2 separate regions of the Rattus norvegicus genome follow, and region 1 is linked to region 2. The links are chromatin contacts, called in public Hi-C maps. All regions are on one chromosome and are shown on one strand. The core of a region is the stretch at or near the end of the contact, and the rest is flanking DNA. Distances in the headings are between cores, read along the strand shown. Region 1 has its middle 21 kb from the start of Vegfa. Region 2 overlaps Rsph9 (radial spoke head component 9).

Evidence for each region. A called contact is a pair of places that touch in the nucleus more often than the background predicts.
Region 1: a contact with region 2 is called in a Hi-C map of liver, with 3 times the contacts expected there. The contact joins two enhancer-like sites. A contact is called at or near these places in 12 of 12 Hi-C or Micro-C datasets (the A7r5 cell line, the Rat2 cell line, Schwann cells and 7 more).

The regions. Positions count from the first base shown.
Region 1 is chr9:22,429,605-22,433,261 of GRCr8, reverse strand. No RefSeq gene overlaps it. Among named protein-coding and RNA genes, the nearest start is that of Vegfa, 21 kb to the left of the region's middle. Within about 2 kb of position 2,096, at least 6 of the 93 cell types and tissues checked have an H3K27ac peak or open chromatin away from gene starts, as enhancers often do. A contact at or near this core is called in hepatocytes and liver, where this site is marked.
Region 2 is chr9:22,340,727-22,344,138 of GRCr8, reverse strand. All of the region lies in intron 2 of Rsph9 (radial spoke head component 9), which reads right to left. Among named protein-coding and RNA genes, the nearest start is that of Rsph9, 4.8 kb to the right of the region's middle. Within about 2 kb of position 1,513, at least 5 of the 93 cell types and tissues checked have an H3K27ac peak or open chromatin away from gene starts, as enhancers often do. A contact at or near this core is called in hepatocytes and liver, where this site is marked.

The DNA.
Region 1 (3,657 bases), core at 847-3,346, 89 kb before region 2:
GGATAAATGAAGCAGGTATCTGCTTGGCAGCCATGTTGAGAGGGAAAACCTTGAAGACTTGCTTAACGAGGGTGTCACCAGTTCTCCCTGCCTGTGGGCAAGGGTTACTCTAGAGCATAGGAACCTGACTGACACGTGTGTGTGCCCGCTCACTACTCACCAGGGCTCCTGGCAAGCCTGAGTCAGGGCTGAATTTACATAAGTCAGTCTTACATAAGCCTATACCTATCAAGTTTTGGAAGGTACGTGAGCTGGGCAGTGAATAGTTGTGATTATGACTCTGACTTTAATTTGGGGGTACCTGATATGACAAGACTGCTCTTAAAAGTAATCTGTCCAGACCCAAACTTAAGCTCGGGCAGAGTGCCTGTGTGTGCCCAGCCCTGTGGAGGGGCTGCCAGGCAATTAAGAGATGTTATGAGTTGTCCCTTCCTTAATAAAGCTTGAAACCGAGTTCTGGAAAGATGCCGGGACTCTGCCCAACCAGCCGTGTACCTTTGCAAGAACCACATCTCCCTTTTTCCCCAAATGCCACCATTCCTGCCCCAGCGCCACTCCCCTGCAGAATGGAAGATCCTCTCACTGTCCCCGACTACCTCACGAAGGAGCAATCCTCTTCTTTGATGGACGCTCCTTTGCATGTTACTGCTGTTCAGTTTTGACAGTGCCAAACGACTCCCTCGTGTCCCCCTCTACCACTCATTTCCCTGCCTCCCCAGTATCTTTGCGGACACTTCGGTGTTTGCGAATGCTGTCTTGCCCCAGCCCTCCTCTCCAAACAGCCCAGGGGCATGGCCAGGGTGGGGTGGGGGTGGGGTGGTATCACCATCTGTATCTTCTCAGCAGTCAGCCTCCCCCACGTCCCATCTGAGTTGGGAGGGGGCAATTGCTGAATCAGGATATTCCTTGCATTCCCTCCCCTCTCCCAGGCAGGACCAAATGTCACACACCCGCCTGAGTGACCAACCTCACTCCAGTGTCTAGTCTCAGTTCAGAGGCTACTTTTCCCACATGGACCCCCTCATACCCCAGAAGAGGCTCAAGGAGTTGGGGATGGGGGGGCTGGCCTTCAAGACCCTGCTTGGAGCCCAGGTGGGGTGTCACACTGCCCCTGCTGTTCCAATCTTCCTCCTCACTCCTCGTTCCCTCTCCCCCAACCACCTCACTCAGAAAACCTGGTATCACTGACTGGGAAAGGACTAGGAGCGCCTGGGGAGATCAGGACCAAACCCCCGACTGAGAATCTACGTGCATACCTGTGTGGTGGTGCGGATTACCTCTCTAGCACAATGTTTGGGGTACCTGCACTGTGCAGAAGGAAGCCCCAAGAAAGACGTACAATCCCAAAGAAACCTAGTCTGAAGAGAGAACCTTCCCTGTCTTCAAGGAGCTTCTAATCTGTTGACGGACAACACATAGAAAGGAGAGGAGGCTGGTCTTTCATGGAGGGGGACACATTAAAAGGAGCTAGAACTCAAGTTCTACCACAGAGCTCCTAGTGGGCCCGAGAGTGTGGGCAAAGTCGTGGATGGGAGTGTCTAAACTAGGTAAGGAAGACTTCCTGAAGCTGATGGGCCTGGGGAACAGGGCCATTCTGGAGGCCCAAGGCTGAGCAAGGAAAGCAAGAAGACACGTGGACAGGCCAAGGTCAAAACCCCAAAGCAAGGGCCTGCCTAGAGTACAGCTAAGCTATGGTCAGGGAAGAGAGGGCCCTGCTTCTTTCTGGCAACCATGTTGCTGTCCAAAGTGACAGCAGTCACAGAAGGCCTGTACTTGTCAGCCCAAAGACCTCCTCCTCAACCAGGAGTTCAAGGCTTTGAGTAACCTGTGCAGCCGAACAAGGTCTGTGATCTGCAGGCTCCCATACTTGATCTAATGCTGTCCAACATCCTCTTCTGCACTGGTACACCAACCCCAGAACCTTTTCTGTCTGTAGCTCTGTGGGTCTGTTTCTGCCTGGAGAAGAAAGTTAGAGTGAAGGGAAAAAAAATTCGGGAGAACAAGAAGAGAGCCTGACTCCCCACCCCCAGGCCACAGGGCGGTGACTGCCCGGAGCCCTGACTCCCTGTACACCCGGGTCCAGGGCCTGACCCTTGGCAGCCGGCAGCAGCTCACTCAGCCCACAAATGGCCTCCTCCCTTGGAGAGCCCAGCAGGGTGGTTTCACAACTGTGTGTGTTTGATGGAGCCTGTTCTTGGAAAGCCAGGGACGGGACAACTCAATTCTGGGTGTTGGAGAGGCCTGGGCCCCTGGGGTCCACAGTTGAACAATAAGCAGGCATAAGCCTTCCTGGTATGTGCGTGGAGGGGCACAAGGTTAGCCGGTGTTGTAAGTCTGGGGTTAGAGAAACAAGGCTCTCACAAATGAGCTCACCACACAGCACAACTCCTTCAGGGGGTATCACAGTCTGTTCCCACTAGAGAGGCTGCAGCTGAAGCAAGAGGAAGATGCTAAGGACATTTAGCACAGCAGACTGAGGGAGCTCTTAGGGCAGGGCCCCTCCATGGTCCATCACAGCATCTGGTTCCTCAGTAGCATGTGGTACAGGTTAGGAACCACAGACACAGACACAGTATCCTAGAGACAGGTGAGTTCTCCTTGCACAGCTAGGATCTGATCGGGTAAGACTGGACCACAGGCAAGAGAGAAGCCCAGGCCAGACCTGGTGACACAGGCCCGTCAGCTCAGGAATTCAGGAGGCTAAGGTAGGAAGATGGAAAGTTCAAGGCTGTCCTGGGCTATAAAGCAAATTCAAGATCAGCCTAGACGACTTAGACCCTATCTCAGAATAAAAAGCATTTTAAAAAGGGAGGGGTGGAGGGGAACTGAGGATGTAACTCCATTGGTAATCTCTAGTACATGAGAAGAGAAAGACTGAGACAGAGACAGACAGACCTACAGACAGACTGACAGAGAGAGAGAGAGAGAGAGAGAGAGAGAGAGAGAGAGAGAGAGGATGCTAAGGGGTGAGGCTATGCCCTGTGTACTCTGGGTAGTGGGGCATAAATTCAAGGCCTTTTTTTGGTCCTCTGCTGGTGTAGGTGAGAAAGGACTGAGGGTAGGGCCACCCCAGTGTTCCATCACAGTGCCTGGCTCCCCAGTAGTGTCAGGATGATCAATGAAGGGGAGGGGTCTAACCAAATATGGAGGAGGGACAGCCATCTACCTCTTCAAGCTGATCCACAGAAAGAAGGCCCTGACTCTCAGTCAGGACCAAGGTCTCTGATATTCCACCTTGAACAGCTAAGCCTGGGTGCTCTCCACAGAGAAGGCCAGCCTGGCCTGTGCACTAAAGGGGGGATTCAGAGGCAGTGATTTTTCAGGTTAACTGGTGACTGAAGCCAAATCCTGCCTTTCTAACTCCCTCTAACATCTCCAAAGGTCCTAAGGGTGCCACAGGTTTCACATGTGTTTTGGAGTCTCCAAGCTGTGTCCTATACGTGCCCGGCCCCTCTACCTCGAACCCTTCAAGTTCCCAAAGACCTCAGAACAATGCAAGATTCAATTCACAACCCTCTTAGTCTTCGTGAGTTCTCTCTTGCTGTGTATAGACATACCATGACCAAGAGCAGTCTGAGGAAGAATACATATGTCAGCTTACAGGGTACAGTCAGTCAAGGGAAGCCTTCGGAAACTGAGGCCAGGGGTTGAAGCGGA
Region 2 (3,412 bases), core at 264-2,763:
ACCACAAAAAATCCCAGTCCTCAAGCAGCCATTATGCTGCATTTGCTATGTTCCCTCCCAGAGACACGTCATCAAGTCACCATGCTTTTTATTCTGCGTTTGAAAATATGGAGCAAGAAAACAATCATAAAGCAGTCGGTGTAGCTCTCACCTAATGCATGCAATGCTCTGGGTTCAAATCCCCCCCCATCACATGTGCTGGCACACACCTGTAGCCTTGACACTCAGGAAGTGGAGGCACAAGGACCGGGAGTTCAAGATCATGCTTATTTATATACAGGGTTTCAGGCCACCGAGGACCACATAAGATTCTGTCTCTAAGAAAACAAGTTAGGGAAGCAGGGGTAGCTTTCAGTCCTGTGGGAAGAATACTTGCTTAACTTCTACAAGGTCTAGGGTCCAGTCCTTCGGACCCCATAAACCAGGTCAAGTTGGAAGTCATCCTTAGCTACATAGCAAATTAATGGCCAGCTTCTTGCAAGCCTGATTATCAGAACCTGGAACACATAACAGAGCTGGATACCTGCATACAGGGACACACACCTGGAACCCCAGCATTCCTGTGTGAAATGAAAGGCAAAGAGGACTGCTCAGTTCAAGGGATGGCTAGTCTAGAGCAAACACAGCAACAGAAACAACAGAGACCTCGCTTTAAAGTGGACGTGGGCTGGAGAGATGGCTCAGCGGTTGAGAGCACCTGCTGCTCTGGGTCTGATTCCTGGCATCCACAGGTCACAACCACCTGGAACTCTAGTCCCAGGGATCACATAGCCCGCTCACAAGATGCACAGACATTAAGGCAAAACACTCACACACATAAAAATAAGTAAATTCTTTAAAGTGCAAGGCGGGAACTGACTCTAAAGTTATCCCCTGACTTCCACTTAAACCATGGCACATACTTGCCCAAACACCCAGACACACACAAAAATGAATAAAATTATTTATATATATATTATATATAAAATATATATATATATGAGGGGCTGGGGATTTAGCTCAGTGGTAGAGCGCTTACCTAGGAAGCGCAAGGCCCTGGGTTCGGTCCCCAGCTCCGGAAAAAAGAACCAAAAAAAAAAAAAAATATATATATATATATATGAAAACAATCATGTTCACTGTGCATTATTTGGATAGTATAGAAAAACATTTCAAAGGGGATTAAAATACTCATTATCCTACCTCCCAATCATTAACACATTGATATGCTGGTTTTTATCTTTTAGCATATATTTTTTTTTTCCGGAGCTGGGGACCGAACCCAGGGCCTTGCACTTGCTAGGCAAGCGCTCTACCACTGAGCTAATCCCCAACCCCATTTTTGGCATATATTTAAAGTAAAATTGCAATCATGGTTTAGGCTGAACATCACCAAGCATTTCCCCATGAGCTTATCAGTCCTTCCACAGATGATATTCCATTGTAGCTCCTGTGGGGCGGGGCAGCAGACAGGACAAGGGAGCAAACCAAGCTTGATACAGACGCCTGTGGACAGAGGCATCTGAGCTCACAAAGCCACCTATCACGTGGCTGGCTAGGGGAGGCAGAAACTAACACCCAGAACTTCCCCCCAGCCCAGGGCCCATGAATGTTGCCTCAGTGACTCGGCACAGGCCTGCAAGGGTAAGTACAGCCATCCCAGCGATAGAGAAAGAGGACCGGAGGCTCAGGAGCACGTGTTCGTCGGGTGGAAGATGTGGCTGCCCCCGAGACTACACAGACTAGACACAGACTTTGAGCACCACCCATGTTCAGGTGCAGGGCTGAGGTTTTGAATTTTTTCATTTGCTTGGGCTCCTTACTTACTTGCTGACCCCAGTGGCATTTCTAGGAACTGGCCCTTTAGATAAAGTACACACAGGTACGAAATGACGTCAGTCCAAGGCCACTTGGCACGACATGTTTGTCAGAGCTGAAACCTGGAAACTACTTTCCAGATATTGTTTAAACAGTGCACTGGCACAAAGGCCGGGCCGGCTGGCTGGGGTGCTGATAGGGAAAGGTCTCTCAAAGATAAGTTTTCATAAAAGGGGCAGTGTCCAGGCCTGTGGACATGCCACACTGCTGGTATATATATATATATATATATATATATATATATATATATATATATATTTTTTTTTTTTTTTGGTTCTTTTTTTCAGAGCTGAGGACCGAACCCAGGGCCTTGAGCTTCCTAGGCAAGTGCTCTACCACTGAGCTAAATCCCCAACCCCTATATTTTTTTAATTTATTTTATTTTGTTACCTTGTACATATGAGTGTTTTGCCTGCATGTATGTCTGTGGACCATGTGTATGTCTGGTACCCACTGAAGTCAGAAGAGTGTGTCGTGTCTGATCCCCTGGAACTAGGGCTGTAGCCAGTTATGAGCCACCACGGGGATGCTCAGACTCGAGTCAGGTCCTCTGCAAGAGCAACAAGGACTTTGAACAACTGAGTCAACTCTCCAGCCCCACACAGCCATTTTACAATTTTGTCTCAAAGGAAACACATAGAGATGCCTGGGGGTTACTTGGTGTCTAGATATAGCATTCCAGTCTTCAAAATAGAGTCAGATCATCGAGGGTCATGGGGAAATGCAGGCTTGTGATACCCGGCCTGTGATTGTGCCCTTTGAGCTCCTGGGGCAGAGCAAGGCTGCTCATGCAATAGAAGGATCTGGACCGGACAGGGACACAGGCTAAACAGTTACATAATGTCCCCTGGCAAAAAGAAAGGAAGGAAATTTTATTACATTTCTTTTAGTGCCTGTACTCAGGAACCATGTGGTGTATTATCGAGTAAAATTAAGATTAGTCCACAAGGGCTGGCCGGATGGCTCTGTGGGAATGGTACTCAACACCAAGCCTAATGACTTGAGGTCAAGCTTTAGAACTTATATAGAAAAGTAGGGAACTGACTCTGACCTCCACAGGAGAGCCCAACCCCACACACAAAAATAAATAAATGTACTTCAATGGCAGAAGACCTAATGTTGGTCCCCAGCACTGTTAATAATAAAAGCCAGGCAGTGGTAACTCTCGCCTTTAATCCTAGCACTTGGGAGGCAGAAGCAGGTGGATCTCTCTGAGTTTGAGACCAGCCTGGTCTACAGAGTGAGTTTCAAGACAACCAGGGCCACATTGGGAACCAAAATATCAATTAATAATCATGATAACAAAAACAATATCCACATGTATACATTCCCAGTCCTCAGAGCTGTCAGCATGGGTACAGGTGCAGCAGCAAAGCCCCTAGCTCCTCAGGGACCCAGGGCACACCTGGGCAGTGGTGACAATCATGACAATAGATAATCTTAGTGGAACTTGCTTTTGTTCTTCCGGGCTAGGATCACGAAGTTTTCATGTGTATGGGTGTTCTGTGTGCATGTATGTCTGTGTACTGTGTTGTGGTTTGCCTTGGAGTTCTCT